Linked DNA regions of Sus scrofa: region 1 is linked to region 2. A link is a contact called in public HiChIP or PLAC-seq data. All regions are on one chromosome and are shown on one strand. Each heading gives the region's core, a stretch centred on a gene start, on an enhancer-like site or on the middle of the called end of the contact. The rest is flanking DNA. Distances are from core to core; before and after follow the strand shown. Region 1 holds the start of PRPF40A (pre-mRNA processing factor 40 homolog A). Region 2 holds the start of UGGT1 (UDP-glucose:glycoprotein glucosyltransferase 1).

The links. HiChIP or PLAC-seq counts read pairs in DNA pulled down with a chosen protein or histone mark.
Region 1: a contact with region 2 is called in an H3K27ac HiChIP or PLAC-seq map of alveolar macrophages. The contact joins the promoter of PRPF40A here to the promoter of UGGT1 in region 2. A contact is called at or near these places in 1 of 47 Hi-C or Micro-C datasets (heart right ventricle) and 1 of 2 datasets of contacts at active chromatin or transcription factors (alveolar macrophages).

Annotation. Positions count from the first base shown.
Region 1 is chr15:60,433,941-60,441,293 of Sscrofa11.1, forward strand. PRPF40A (pre-mRNA processing factor 40 homolog A) reads right to left here and starts at 5,440. Exons shown (of 26, transcript NM_001244573.1): 1 at 5,267-5,440; 2 at 3,999-4,130. The coding sequence starts at 5,431. It overlaps ARL6IP6 (ADP-ribosylation factor-like protein 6-interacting protein 6), which reads left to right and starts at 5,648. Exons shown (of 4, transcript XM_001926700.7): 1 at 5,648-7,095. The coding sequence starts at 6,699.
Region 2 is chr15:59,260,290-59,267,474 of Sscrofa11.1, forward strand. UGGT1 (UDP-glucose:glycoprotein glucosyltransferase 1) reads right to left here and starts at 4,764. Exons shown (of 40, transcript XM_021075942.1): 1 at 4,514-4,764. The coding sequence starts at 4,571.

The DNA of each region.
Region 1 (7,353 bases), core at 4,190-6,689, 1.2 Mb after region 2:
AAGCAAGAAAAACAGCTTAAGCTCAGGGATTAAGTAATAAAATCACTCAAGATACCATGAAAAGAACCAGCCTGGGTTCAAATTAGGGAATGTGAAGACATGCAGCACAGAATCATGCTGTGAATTATACTATAGGAGTTTGTTGAAAGTTAAGTTGTGGAATGTGGACATTATGCTACAATCATAGAACAACACCGGAAGGTCTTGGAGGAGGTAACTCACTGAAATCTAAGAGAATGTGTGGGAAGGGGGAACCAGATTTGAAGCAAGAAAAACAGCTTAAAAAATTGTAAAGAGTATACCAGGCATGACAGCACAATGACTTAAGCCCAGAGAGCAGCAGGAATAAAAATAAGATCTATAAAAACCTTCCTTACTCAAAATGAGAACAGGAAAATCCAATGTATTTGTAAAGAACAATTGTTCATTTATCAGTTTACTGAACAAAAGAAAAAGGTGCTAAATAATTAGAATTAGAGAGTAACTAATTTTGTCTTTATTTCCATATCAACTCATAAAACCTTATATATACCACCTATCCTTATCAAATTATCTAAATTGAATCAAAGACTGTTAGAGCTAAAAGGGACCTTAATTCTTCTCATTAAAAGAGAAAAATTAAGAACTAAAGAAAGAGGACTTCCCATTGTGGCTCAATGGGTTAAGAACCCAACTAGTATCTATGAGGATGCAGGTTCAACCCCTGGCCTAACTCTGTGGGTTAAGGATTCAGCATTGCTGCAAGCTGCAGTGTAGGTCAAAAACATGGCTTGGATCTGGCATTGCTCTGGCTGTGGTGCAGGCCAGCAACTGCAGCTCTGATTCGACCCCCAGACTGGGGACTTCCACATGCTACAATATGGTCCTTAAAAAAAAAAAAAGAAAAAAAATTTAATGGGAAAAAAAAAAAAAAAAAAAAAAAGAAAAGCCAGATTCTCCTGGGCTTAAGTTAAGGCATAACCACCCGTGATGAGGATGGTTTATATAGAAAAGACAACAAAAGAGTAAGACATGAAAATATTTTAAAGCAAAACATTACTTACAATACATTGGGAAAAAGATGACAGCTTCATATGTAATTATATCTTAATACAAATCTCTACTGGAAATTTGCATACTGCTACCAAGCAGGAAAATTATTATGTTATTAACATTTATAAACTCATAAGGTATCTTCCAACTTACTCAAATTGAGTTTCCAACTGTAAGATCCTATAATTCTGTAAAAGCAGATGCATAGCTTCCCAAATGAACTTAATGTACAGTAAGAGTCAAGTTTAACTTGTATGATAGATAATTGAGATAAACTTCAAAGTGTATTATTGAGCTCTATTTGATAATTTCTAAATATTTATTACCACTAATAGATTCAAGCTGAATTCCATAAAAGGCAATCTAGGTTTTCTCTTGGATTAAAACAAAATGCAAACTACTCTCTTAATCTAAATAATTTGCTTCATTTCAAAAAAAAATTAATGTGAACTAGGCAATATATATGAAAGTTACAGCACCTACAGTCCCAAAGTCTAAGAAATAACTTTTTTTGCTTTTTAGGGCCACACCCAAAGCATACGGAGGTTCTCAGGGTAGGGGTCGAATCAGAGCTACAGCTGCTGGCCTATACCACAGCCCCAGCAACGCCAGATCTGAGCTGGTCTGCGACCTAGACCACAGCTCACGGCAACACCAGATCCTTAACTTACTGAGCGAAGCCAGGGATCAAACCCGCATCCTCATGGATACTAAATGGATTCATTTCCGCTGCAGCCACAAAGGGAACTCCCTGAGTTAACTTTTTAAAATTAGATAGCAGTTGATCCCTAACAACTGTGTATCACTGCAGTGAACTATACAGGCACACTATTTCTTCTCATTACCTTCTGACTACTTACCACTTACTAATAGTTCTGAGGGTGGGTAGACAGAGGAAATGATGTGGAAAAAAGAATCAATTTTGCTAAATATTTTTTATTTTAAGGAAGTTGTTTATAGGGCTTTAAATCAGATTTCTGGACTACATGATTTTTATATTATCCATACCCTCCCAGACTGTTAACAAAGTTAAAATAAGAATTTTTACCAAGATTTGGGCCCAATATTTGTTAGATATCAAGAAAGAAAGAAAAAAAAAGAATAATCTAATTTAAAAGGGAAAAAAAGGGGTCCTCTTGAGTCCCTCAGAGCTGAACTCTAAGGCATTCATTCATTATCCTAACAGGAGCCAACAGAGAGAGACAGACTTCTAAACATCTAAATATAATGAGGTAAGCTTAAAGGCCCATGGCATATACTGGCCTAGGAAAAAAGTAGAAGAAAACCGTACGGTAAAAATTCAGAGTTTCTGAATGGATGTGAGCCAAGTAGCAAGTAACCTTACTAGGAAGATGGGCACCATACAGCTAAAGAGAAGGGGCCGTAAAGCAAACTGTGACCAGCTTATGTCAATGAGAAACATGACAGTACTTAAAAAATAAAATAAGATCTGCATAGAACTAGAAAAACTAGCTGGTATCTTGGTTTTGATAGTGCAATAGCACCAATACAGCAAGGGTAAGCAGGTCAATCCCTTGCAAAACTTACCTTGATTGGCCCAATGGAAACAGAAGGCCCCAGAAAAGAGAGAAGCATCTGGCAGTAGCAAATTGTTTTATTTTATCTTTCTGTGGAAAGAAACTAATTTTAAATAAGAACCAGAGCATTTAAAGAATAAATATTTTTTAAAGCTCATTATCTAGTTAGAGTAGCTCTACTAAGAAAATAAGAGCTCCTTGCTGTTTAGAGATGGAAAGAAACAGAAGAGGAAATCAGAATTGTTTCTCCATCAACTAGGGAGTTTAAAACTTGTATTATTCCAGAGTAACAGAATAAATAGTTTTTTATTTAAAGAACTCCTAAAGGCAGAATCTTCTGGGCATAGTGTCTTTGAATAAAGACTTTTATACAAAATTACGGGCTATACTCCAAATAAAAAAGAAAACCACCTGACATTAAGCTCTTCTACTCTTATGTAAAAAGAAGCACACAGAGAGAGCTCCTTTCTCCACTATAATTTCACCAGTAACTCAAACCATCAAGGCTTAAATGATTATCAAAGTAAACAGTACTAATTAACAAAAAGATCATACCTAATTGATTGGCTTTCCAAATTTTTTGTTAGCCTAAATATTTGATGCTTTATTGTGATACTACATGGAAAGAACTCAGCCACCAAAAGATATGGTATAATAGAACCTCAGAGGGGGCACAAAATTAGTTATGGTAATTGAACCTGTTACCTTTCTAGGATGCTTTTCTAGGAATTCAGTTCTGTTGAATTCACTGAATCAGCATTAAAACCTTTTGGTCCAAATCACTCCCACAAAATGTCTGTTTACAATTTATGTTGGAGATGGAAGGGACAGCTCAAAAGCAGGAGTGCGGAAGCAATAAGCATTTAAAAAAAAACGAGGACACAAGACAGTGTAAGTGGAAAATGAACTATATGGCACCGTCCTATGAAAAACCAAATCAGAGTAGAACTTTCCCACCTCCACCCACCCCCACCACACAGACACCACAAATAGGAAGCTATTTCAGGAATAAAATTCATTCTAAGCCAAAGGCTTAAACAATTGCTATTTCCAGATTCTATGCATAGACATGGTCCACCAATATAAATTACATTGACATAGTATATTTACTTCAACTGACATACTTGGAGGGGAAAAGTAATTAAACTAAAAAGCCTAGGTATACATTGCTACTTTCAAATTAAACAAAACAAAAACAACTCAGCTTTGTTGCTTCAGAAAGTTAACCTCTCATACAGAAGACTTTCCATTACAAACAAATTTGGTAAATGACACAATTCCACATTTCACTTATTTGAAAATATTATTTTGGCATAAACTAAAACTCAAAACAGCTGCAAATATTGACCCAGATTTTGAATTTTGACACAAGAACACCAGAGGTAAAAAGTAAACAAATAAATACATAGTAAAACAAAACATTCTTACTTGTCCCATTGGTGGCCCTCCCATAGGGGGCATCATTTGCGGCATCATTCCATGAGGTACAGGAGGCATATTCGCTCTCTGACCCATAGGGTGCATTCCCATTGGGGCATAATGCATGCTAGGGTGCCCCATCTGAAAAAAAAAAAAAAAAAGAAAAAAAAAAAAAAGGAAAATTTACAAATTAGCAAAGACCGATAAATGCATCTCAAAAATTAACGAAGACTAATAAATGCTTCTCAAAAATCTGACTTCAACAAGTCAGTTATGCGCATAACATTATATTTGTCTAATATGTGACTAAACTATTGATTCAACATTTACTTTCTGGTCTTAAATCTGCAACTTAGCAAATTTCAGAAAGTGGAAAAAATTAAAATCATTACTGGATACCTAATTCATTTTTTAAAACATGATGATTTAATCAATTACTAAATGGCTTGCTAAAGTGAGAGAATACAGTTTAAACGCCAGCCTAAAAACTATCATGGTGAAAACCACAGCTTTGTCCTACTTCACAGATATAAGACAGCTTATTTTTATTTTATTGCGCCATTTATCCTTACTTTCTACATTGATTTTAAACTTTAAAATGCCGAAGTTACCAAATTAACTCAGATAAGGGCTACCCTTATAAAACACCAACAGTATGGATCCTCAGGAACACTTCACTCTTAATACATAAACATACTACTTACAACAGAATCTTTGAGAAAAATTACTTATGCCAAAAAAAAAAAAAAATCCCAAAGACCGAGGTCTGTCATTCATAGATACTAAAGTAAATAACTAATTCATCCATCTTAACGAGCTCCTATAAAAAGACAACTACTTTCTTTACCTGTGTCTTCATTGTTCCAGGCCTTAAAACCAGGTAACTATCTCCTGCCAATTCTCCCAGCTGTCCTCCCGCTACGGACACCACTAACACAGGTGAAGAAATTCTGGCAGCCTGTTTTAGACTCTACAGAATCAAATCTCCGCCTCCCCAACACGGCTAAGTCAGGCCTACCTCTCCAAAACGCTCACCCCGCCCGCGACCAGCACAACCAACGCGCAACTGCCTAGGCCAAACCCACCAGCAACTTCCAGGGTCCCACTTCCTTTTCTTTGTGCACCCCCGCCCTCCATTTCTCTCCCCCGGAACATATCCCACCATCTCGAGCTCTTCCTTCGTCCACTCTCATCTTCTTCTCCTTTGGGAGAAAGCTTCCTCTCTCTCTGACTCCGTTTTCATTGTGCCGCTTTCCCCTGCCCCACCGATCCCTTACCGAGGGCCGTCTCCTCAGGAAGCCGTCAGCAGAGACCCAAGAGCTGGAGCAGAGGCTTGAGCCGGACAATCTCCGCTCCCCGTCCCCGGGACCCCGCGAGGGAGGATGGCTCTCCATTTCACTCACCATGAGGCCTCCTCGCTCAGCTCCCGTCCCCGGCCTCATCGTCGGGCTCAGACTGCTCCGCCGGCGGCCACTGCCGCTACACATACCAACAAGAAGCGATCTGAGTGGCTGGAGCCCACTGGGGCCAAAGGTTAAAGGCTGCCCTGCGCTACGGGGCGGAACCAGCGGGGCCAATAAGCTGACAGGCTTCTCCGCTGTCCAATCAGACTGCGCTGCCGACACGCAGCTCTTCGGCGATTCGCTCCCAACCTCAGCCTCACTCGGCGTCGCCTGCATGGAGGGGGGAGGGGGACGGAGGAAGTTTCTGTTGCAAGTCCTCTTGGGGAAAAACTCCAGTAACTTACCCCAGGGAAGGGAAGACGTCTGTGTCTCAGCCTCCCGAGCTTAGTTCGCCTCACCCCGAAGGGGGTGGGGCAGTGGGGTTCTGCCACCTTCACCCCCCGCCCGAGTTACGTACGCCCCCACAAACCTGAGGCCGCCTGGGGTGGGGTGGGGTGGTAGGGTGGGGTGGGATGGTAGGGTGGGGGTGGGGGTGGGGAAAGCTTCTAGCGTTAGCGGTGGCCGGATACGCGCGCGCGCGCGCGCGCGGGGGGCGGATCGAGTTGGAGGGAGGGGGCGAAGAAGGCTAGAGGAGGGGTCTTGAGAAGGTTCGATCTCCGTAAGATCCAACTGGGGAGCGGGCGCCGGGATAGGGGAGTGAGGGGAGCCGGAGGCGTGCCAAGCTGCGTGGTGGGAAGTTGTAGTGGGGCGGGGAGAACAAAACGTAAGGGAAGGAGGAATGGGCTGTTAAGGGAGGTGAGGGTGCGGGGTGGTGAACTGCCGTGGAGGGAAGCGGGGGTGGAGGTAGGAGCGAGTGTAAGGCGTAAAAGTGAGAAAACAAATTGAGTCGGTAATGTGTATTAGGGCGCATGGCGGGCGCTAGGACCGGGTGCCACGAAGGTGCGACTTTGGGGCTGCCGGGCCGCGCTCTTGCTTAGAGGCGACGCTGCGATGGCCGAGGTCTCAGGGCGAGACGAACCTGTGCAGGGATAGGGGACTTGACTGCCTTCGGCCTCTTCTTTCCTCCCCTCTGCGCTCTTCTCTGCTCGCCTTCCCTCCTACAGCTTGAGGGTAGTACCCTGATCCTGGGACGCCCAGCCTCTCCAACTCCACAGCACCTTACCCGCCCAGCCGCCCACCCTTGCGCACCCCTGCGCGCCTCTGTCTGGTGGTTTAGGCCGGGGGGGGGCCGTTGATTGGCTGCTGGGACCGCGGGGAGGGGCTGGTGAACAACGCTCGCTCTCTGGGCCTCACTGTCTTTCCCGCCATGTCGTTCGTGGAGAGCGGGAGGCGCCCGGCCCCTCTGCGCCGTCGTCCGGGTACCCCTGTCCCGTTCGCTCGGCCGGCATTTTCCGCTTCCACTCAGGGAGACAGCTGGGGTGAGGGTGAAGTCGATGAGGAGGAGGGATGCGACCGAGTAGCCCGTGACCTGCGAGCGGAATTCTCGGCCAGGGCGTCGCCCGAACCTAGAAAGGACTCGCTCCTCCGGCCAGATGGGGACGGGTCTTCCCTCCTGGCGGATAAGCGGAATGGCATCTTGGCGGATGCGGGCGGTCGAACCCGAGCTCGGCGCTGGCCGGTCCAGGTCCTCTCAATTCTCTGTTCGCTGCTGTTCGCCATCCTCCTTGCCTTCCTCCTCGCCATCACCTACCTGATCGTAAAAGGTACTGAAGTCCAGAAACTGTATAGTTTTTTAAGCTGAGGTTGGACGTGGCTCTCGGCTTCAGCTCCTTCTCCCTATCAAAGGCCACCAAGCTGTAGCGACTTCCATCCAGAGTCCTCATCCGCATTTTTTGGCCTTCCCGTTTTGTTTTCTTTTTCTTAAAGGTGGAAGACCTTGGTCTGTGGTCAGGAGACCTATTTTAAGAAAGGGTCTTCATTAAGTGGGTAGTCATGAAAAAGAGAAAAAGTATCTTAAAGTC
Region 2 (7,185 bases), core at 3,514-6,013:
GGTCCTGTTCACTGAGAACGTCTAGCCACCAAAACTTTGTAAGACAAAATTATCTAAGCCACCCAGTTTGTGGTATTTTGTTATGGCAGCTTTAGGAGGTTAACAGGATGGGTCTCAAGTGTGAACTCAAATACAGGTTCTGGAATGAGGAAATCTAAGAACTCAATCAATCCCCACCTACAGAATAAGAAAACTGGGGTCACTAGTCAATCAGCCAGGCCACAGAATGCAGGCCTCCTAAATTTCCTGTAGCAGCCTCGCTAAGCACGCTGAGATCCTCAGTGTCCACATCATTTTAGAAAAGGTCTCCAGCTGCAGAATTATTTGATCTGATTTTTCATCCCAGAAGTCTAACAGGCTTCCCTTCAGCTATAAAAAGGCCCACCTGAGTTCCACCCACTTGAATGAGAATCCAAGGGGAACATGAATACCTGGGAAACACTAAAGCAAACATGTGATTCTGAATGTTAATGTCTGGTAGAGCTCACCCCAACTCCTCCATACTAGTTATGAAATACATTGGGAGACACTCCATATTGGGGCAACCAATTAATACCTTCTTTTTACAAACAGCATTATTGTTTGTGCCAACATCTTCCTCCACATGACCCACAAAATCTCTAAAGAACAATGGTCAAAAGAGAAATTATGCCAAAGAGAAAAGTTGCTTTGGAGTTTTAAGTTCAGATTCTTTAGAAACAAAAAAAGTTAATAAGCCTCCCATTTATAAGCACTAAAAAAAAAAAAAAAAAAAATCAACACTGATTAAAACTAGGACTAACCAAATCAGACCTCTGACCATGAAACTTGCAAGCAATGATTCCTGGCTTAGGGGAGGGGGGAGGTGTGCGCAGTCATTGGGGGGAGGGGGTTACAGATGATGTAGGCCCCTTTCACCATGTAGCAAAATTAACCAACATTTCCTGCAGAGGAGCAAGCAAAGACCCAAGCTTTTAGATATAATTTCAGATAACTCAAAAACTCTCATACACCCTCCCCTGTAGGTCCAGGAACTGGAACCTCAGAAACCAGTCTGTCATGATAAGAAGAAAAAAAAAAAAAACGATTATAGTCAGGGACCTGTGATCAATTCCTGAGTTTGCTACTTACTAGCAGTTTAACCAAAAGCATGTTACCTAGTAATTCCTCTGCCCCTACTCTCCCACTCTCTAAAAAATGAGTACCAGTATCTACCAGGGGCACTATGAGGATGAGAAGGCAACATGAAAAGTCACTCTTGGAGTTCCCGTCGTGGCGCAGTGGTTAACGAATCTGACTAGGAACCCTGAGGTTGCAGGTTCGTTCCCTGCCCTTGCTCAGTGGGTTAAGGATCTGGCGTTGCCGTGAGCTGTGGTGTAGGTTGCAGACGCGGCTCGGATCCTGCGTTGCTGTGGCTCTGGCGTAGGCCAGTGGCTACAGCTCCGATTCGACCCCTAGCCTGGGAACCTCCATATGCTGCGGGAGCAGCCCAAAGAAATAGCAAAAAGACAAAAAAAAAAAAAAAAGAAAAGTCACTCTGTCAAGTGCCAAGCACTACACTAGAATTAACTGTTCCAGTAAAATATGTCATCTCAAGGAAGAGAAACTAAAAACTATCTTCTAAATTATAAAATAATAACTGATTGTTATCACGAGGCCTTAAAAATAGGCTTTGGAAATATATCCTCTGTGGCTAGGGGGAAAAAAAAAATCCTATCCCCAAACTAAGTTTCTAAACTAGAGACTGCACACATGAACTGTGTTCAAGTAGTATTATGCTACAGCTATGTTTACAATTTTTTCCTGATGGGACCTAGATCTATAATCCCCCAACAGTGCTGACTGATCCCGGATGAAAAATGGGATGCTACTACAGGGTACACTGCATGCAGAGGGTGGGGAGGGGACTGAGAGTGTCAGAAGGCCCCGTGGAAATGCCCGCATTTACAGAGCAATTACACTCCTGGCAGCACCACTGCCAGTGCTCTGCAAACACCAGCTCCCCGCCCTTCCAAATGATGGCCCAGGAGACTGCAGCTCCTGAGGGTGCAGCCTTGTTCACTCTGTTCACCACATCGAACAGCACAGTGCCTGGCAAACAGCAGATGGTCCATAAATAGGCTGCATAATGGTGACACAGGAGCATCTCCACTTTAAAAATAACAACATGGAAGCTCAGAGAGGCTAAGTTACTTGACCAAATAATATACAGCCATGCTTGGAACCCACATTTGCCTGTTTTCCAAAGTTCTCCAATGGCATGCTATCTGCCCTGGTTCTCCGGCTTTAAGAAGGAGTGAGAATTCATCCTGTGGAGACCCAGACATAGCAAAGGGCTTTATTATGAGACCCAAGGTAAGTCCAAGGATTTTCTACAGGCAGAGTCCTTCAGACTCAGGTGGGTGAGAGAGCTAGAGTTTCAATCTTAACACTAACAGTGTGGGTCTGAAGTTGGGACTAAACCAAATCTAGCAACCACTGACAGATCCACACTTGGGCTGGCTTTGGGGACCAAATGTGATCTCCTCCAGAGCAGAGAGTTCTGTCTGCCACAGTCACATGCCTAGCAAAATGCCTGGAACACAGGAGGCACTGAAAATAAAATCAACACAGACTGTTCATTAAGGGATGAGTGAAAGCCAGTGGAAGGTGGCACCACAAGCAAAGATGCTACCGAAAACCTAGGACTTAAAAAGAGTGAAAATGAAAACAATAAGCACCATGACTCACCCAGAGATCCCCTCGCTCTGTCTTAAAGAGACAGAAAGTTCTTCGGACACAGCATAGCACCATTAGAGATGGGAAAGGGAAGAAAGCTATACATTGAAGAAGAATTTTCCCATCCAGACCCCACATCCTTGACACCACAGATAACACCAGAAGAAAAGGCTGTCCAGAGGAGCAGAAGGTAAGAACCTCACCGAGGGGCCTTTTGTTTGAGGATACCTTCCTTTTAAAAGACCCCTTATCAACCTGACCCTAGTGGTCCTGACTAAAGGTTGCTTATAAAAAGGAATAGTCTAGGAAATGACAGCTGTCAGAATCTGCAATGTGGCACTGCATAATCATAGGCATAATGCTTATGCCATGATGGACAAATTAAAAAGTCTTCAATAAGTTCTGGGCCCAAATGTATCATCTGCAAGATTGAGTGTGTGGCCCAGTTTCTTTAGTTTAAATTAAAGATACTATCCCATGTTCATTTATCTACAGTAAGATATCAGAAATACTTATCAAAGTTATATTATGGCAAATGTTTTTCACTTTTGGAAAACAGAAGAGGCATAAGATTCTAATCAGTACCAATCTTTTTTCTCCATTTTTAAGTTGAAGAAAATAGCTACCAAATGCTTTAAAATAAAATTTTAAAAAAACCACTTGCACCCTCCAAGTAAAAAAACAGCCATCTGAGTTTCAACATGTATGACAAGAGCGAGGGAAAATATTAGGAAGTACTCACTCTTGAGAAATAAACTTACTTCTGAAATAATTAAACTTAATATACATTTATACCTTTTAGCAAAACTCATTTGCCCTGAACCAAAAACACCTAATTTCCAATTAAAAAGAGATATTGTATATCTGATATGAAAACGACCACCAGTAACTGGAGAAAAAGTCTAATAGAATTTTCTCCAGTTTATTTCCCTCAAGTTAAACATGCATTGTGAAGACGCCATGGTACTGTACAAAGCAATGTTTATTTCCTTTAATAAAAATGAGTTTCAGCTAAGTTCATCAAAAGCAAGTCAAATGGAAAGGCTATAATTATCCCAAATTTTGTAGTGTTGTCATATAGCTATTTAAAATGTCTTCAAACATCACACTACAATTGGACAGCCAAGCGCATGATGAATTTTTCCAAAATAGTGTAGCACAGGAAGGCATAAGACCCCACGACCTCCAATGAACAAAATATGCTAGTTCTCAAATCTGGCAAGAAATGCAAAACAATCTAGAGTTTCTGGCCAAAGAACATGAACAGTTCACACCCATAACTTATTGGCGATGTACGCAGATCTTACTCCTCTGGCAGGTCCCACACTAAAAGTGAAACCGGATCATCCAATTTCCAGCCAACGGATCCTCGTATTAAATGAAAACGGCAACCTATATTCAGCACCTGAATTCATTTTAGGGAAAAGAGAAATCTATAAAAAGTTCCGTTCGTTCTCCTATCGGGGTCCTGCAAACTGCTGGTTCTCAACCTACTTAGGGTCAGGCTTAATCTAAATGCATGTCAGGGCACTTCCCCCACCTGCGTCTGCACTTGAGCACATGGGTCTCCAAGCTCTTCTATGAAGGCTCAAAGGGGTAGAGAGAGCCTGCGGCTACCCTCGCACAAACGATACCTTGCCCAGAAGACACTGAGGGATAACTCGGGTCACTCGCATTGAGGGGGGAAGGTTGGGACACGGGAGGGGAAACTGAGTCAGGGAAGAAACGGAAGCGCAAGGTGACCGGGACACGGAATCGCCTCGTGCCCCAGACCCTCTCCTGACCGCGAGACCGTCCCACGCCACCCAAGGGGTACCTGTCACCGGCCGCGCAGCGGCGGCACACGCGCCGCCCGCAGCCCCTTTCCAGCCCATGCCGGGGCCGCGCTCCGTCTGCGACGGCACCTGGGACAAGGCCGGAGCAGGGTGGAGCGGGGTGGGGCGGGGCAGCTGCGGAGAGGGCAGCAGCTGCGCCAGTGAGCGGCCGACACGCGCCTTTCCCGCGGCTCGGCTCACAAGCCGGCCTCGCAAAGCTAAAGACCAGCAGCCGACCGCCCTTTACTTCCGCTTCCTACTGGCTGGAGTCGGAGGACTTCCGGCTACTGAGTCACGGCGGGGACCGCCCAGAGCGTCGCGCGGCCGCCATCTTACATCCGAGAAGGCCACGCCTCTTTTGTAGCTTCCAGCTGTTTAGTATAGCCACGGAGGCTCGGGTCTGCAAGTCCTGGGGCGTTGTTTAGGCAGGCAGCTAAGACCCAAAAGCTTCACCACGTGGTGCGACCGGAAAGGGGTTTCATACTTTTTGCAGATTGGGACTCGGAGGAGCTTCAAAGTCTACTTCCTTAAACCCTTTATTAAAAAAGCTGTTGCACAGTAAAGGACAAAGTGACAATGTTTTTGAGCATCTTCGACTTTATTTTAAACCTTAGATTTCGATAGCTTTCGTTCCAGGGAGCAAGGGAAAGGAAGATTTTTTTAAATTTTATGAAACGATTTAGCTTATTTTATACGGTCAGTGGCAACTTAATCTGCAATGATTACTTTGTCCTTTGCTTCTTTTTTTTTTTTTTTTTTGAAAATATAAATCTGTGTAAAATTGTTTTAGCATATGTGACATTGGGCAGATCATTTTAGCCGCCAGATATGAATACATCTTTGGAGGGTATTTTTTAACTAATAAAGTGAACTAGAAACCAAAAGTACATTAAAAAGTAATTTAAGAAAGTGTACAATTTTAACTGACTCGATTGTGGCGTACAGTCCTTCCCTTGAGAATGCCAGACAGAACAAGGACTAAAACACCCCCCTCAATTTGTACTGTGCTTAAGAACCTCTAGCTGACTGTTGGGTTTTCAGTTCCTTGCTGGAATAAAAGGAGTGCAGATAATTTTAAGAACTGGAAATGACCATTTTAAGTTTATTTCTTGAGGGAGATTTTGTGTTAGTGGCTGTCCATTGTGTGTTTTTTGCCCCTTTTCATGTGATGCTTTCCACAAAAAAAGAGAATTGTTTTCTTTCTTTTTTTTTTTTTTTTTTTTGTCTTTTAGGGCTGCACCAGCGGCATATGGAAGTTCCCAGGCTAGGAGCTGTGGCCTCCAGCCTTCACCAGACCACAGCAACTTGGGATCTGAGCCACGTTTGTGACCTACACCACAGCTCATAATAATGCCAGATCCGTAACCCACTGACCAAGGCCAGGGGTGGAACCCTTGTCCTCATGGATGCTAGTTGGGTTCATCAACCACTGAGCCACGATGGGAACTCCCAAGAATTGTTTTCTAATTCACCACTTTACAGAGCTTTTCACTCTCTGTTTTAACTTGGTCTTCTGCTATTGATGTATAAACACCACCAACCTTTGCTTAGTTAATAAGTGATAGTACAGAATTTCTAAGAAAGTTGAGTTTCTGTTTCGCTAAATTTTTCTCAGAAAGTTCAGTGCAATTTTATTTCACCAAAAAACAGATTTTTTAAAATTGTTTTAACTTTTTGAGATAATTACAGATTCACAAGAAGTTGCAGAGATAGTACAGTGAAGTCCCATGCACCATTCACCAAGTGCTCCTAGCAGTTACATCTCAAAGAACTATAGTACAGTATCAAAACCAGAAATCTGAGATTTGTACAATGTGTTTGTATAATTTTGTCATTTTAACAGTTGTATAGATTTGGGTAACCACCACTAAAACTCAAGAACTCTTCCAACACCACAAAGATTTCTAAAGAGTTGCGGGAGGGAGGATGATTTTTAAGGCAGTGAAAGCATTCTGGATGATATTCTCATGATGGGTATATGTAGACATTGTCAAACCCACGGAATGTACAACATCAGAAGTAAACCCTAAGGTAAACTATGGACTTTGAGTGGTAAGGGTATGTCAATTTAGGTCTATCAGTTGTAGCAAATGTAGTTACCACTATTAATAGTGGGGGAAATTGTGAGAGTTCCCATCCTGGCTCAGTGGTAAAGAACACCACTAGAATCCACGAGGACATGGGTTCAATCCCTGGTCTTACTCAGTGGATCAGGGATCCAGCATTGCCATGAGCTTTAGTGTAGGTCACAGATGCACCTCAGATCCGGTGTCGCTGTGGCTGCAGTGTGGACTGGCAGCTGTAACTGCGATTCAGCCCCTAGCCTGGGAACTTCCATGTACCACAGGTGCAGCCCTAAAAAAAAAAAGAAAAAGTAGCAGAGGAAGTGGCTCATATGTGGCCTCAGAGGTAGGTATACAAGAATTATCTGTACTCTCAGCTCATTTTTCTATACATCTAAAACTGATCTAAAGTCTTAAAATAATACTCTTTTTTAAAAGGAAAAATCAGGAGTTCCCCAGCAGCCTAGCAGTTAAGAATCTGGCATTATCACTGCTGTGGCTTGGGTTCGATCCCTTCCATATGCTGTGGCCACGGCCCAAAAAAACCCAAAGTCTTTTTTCTCATTATAAGATAAATAAAAATGAGACTCAAGCTTTTAAAAATAATGGAT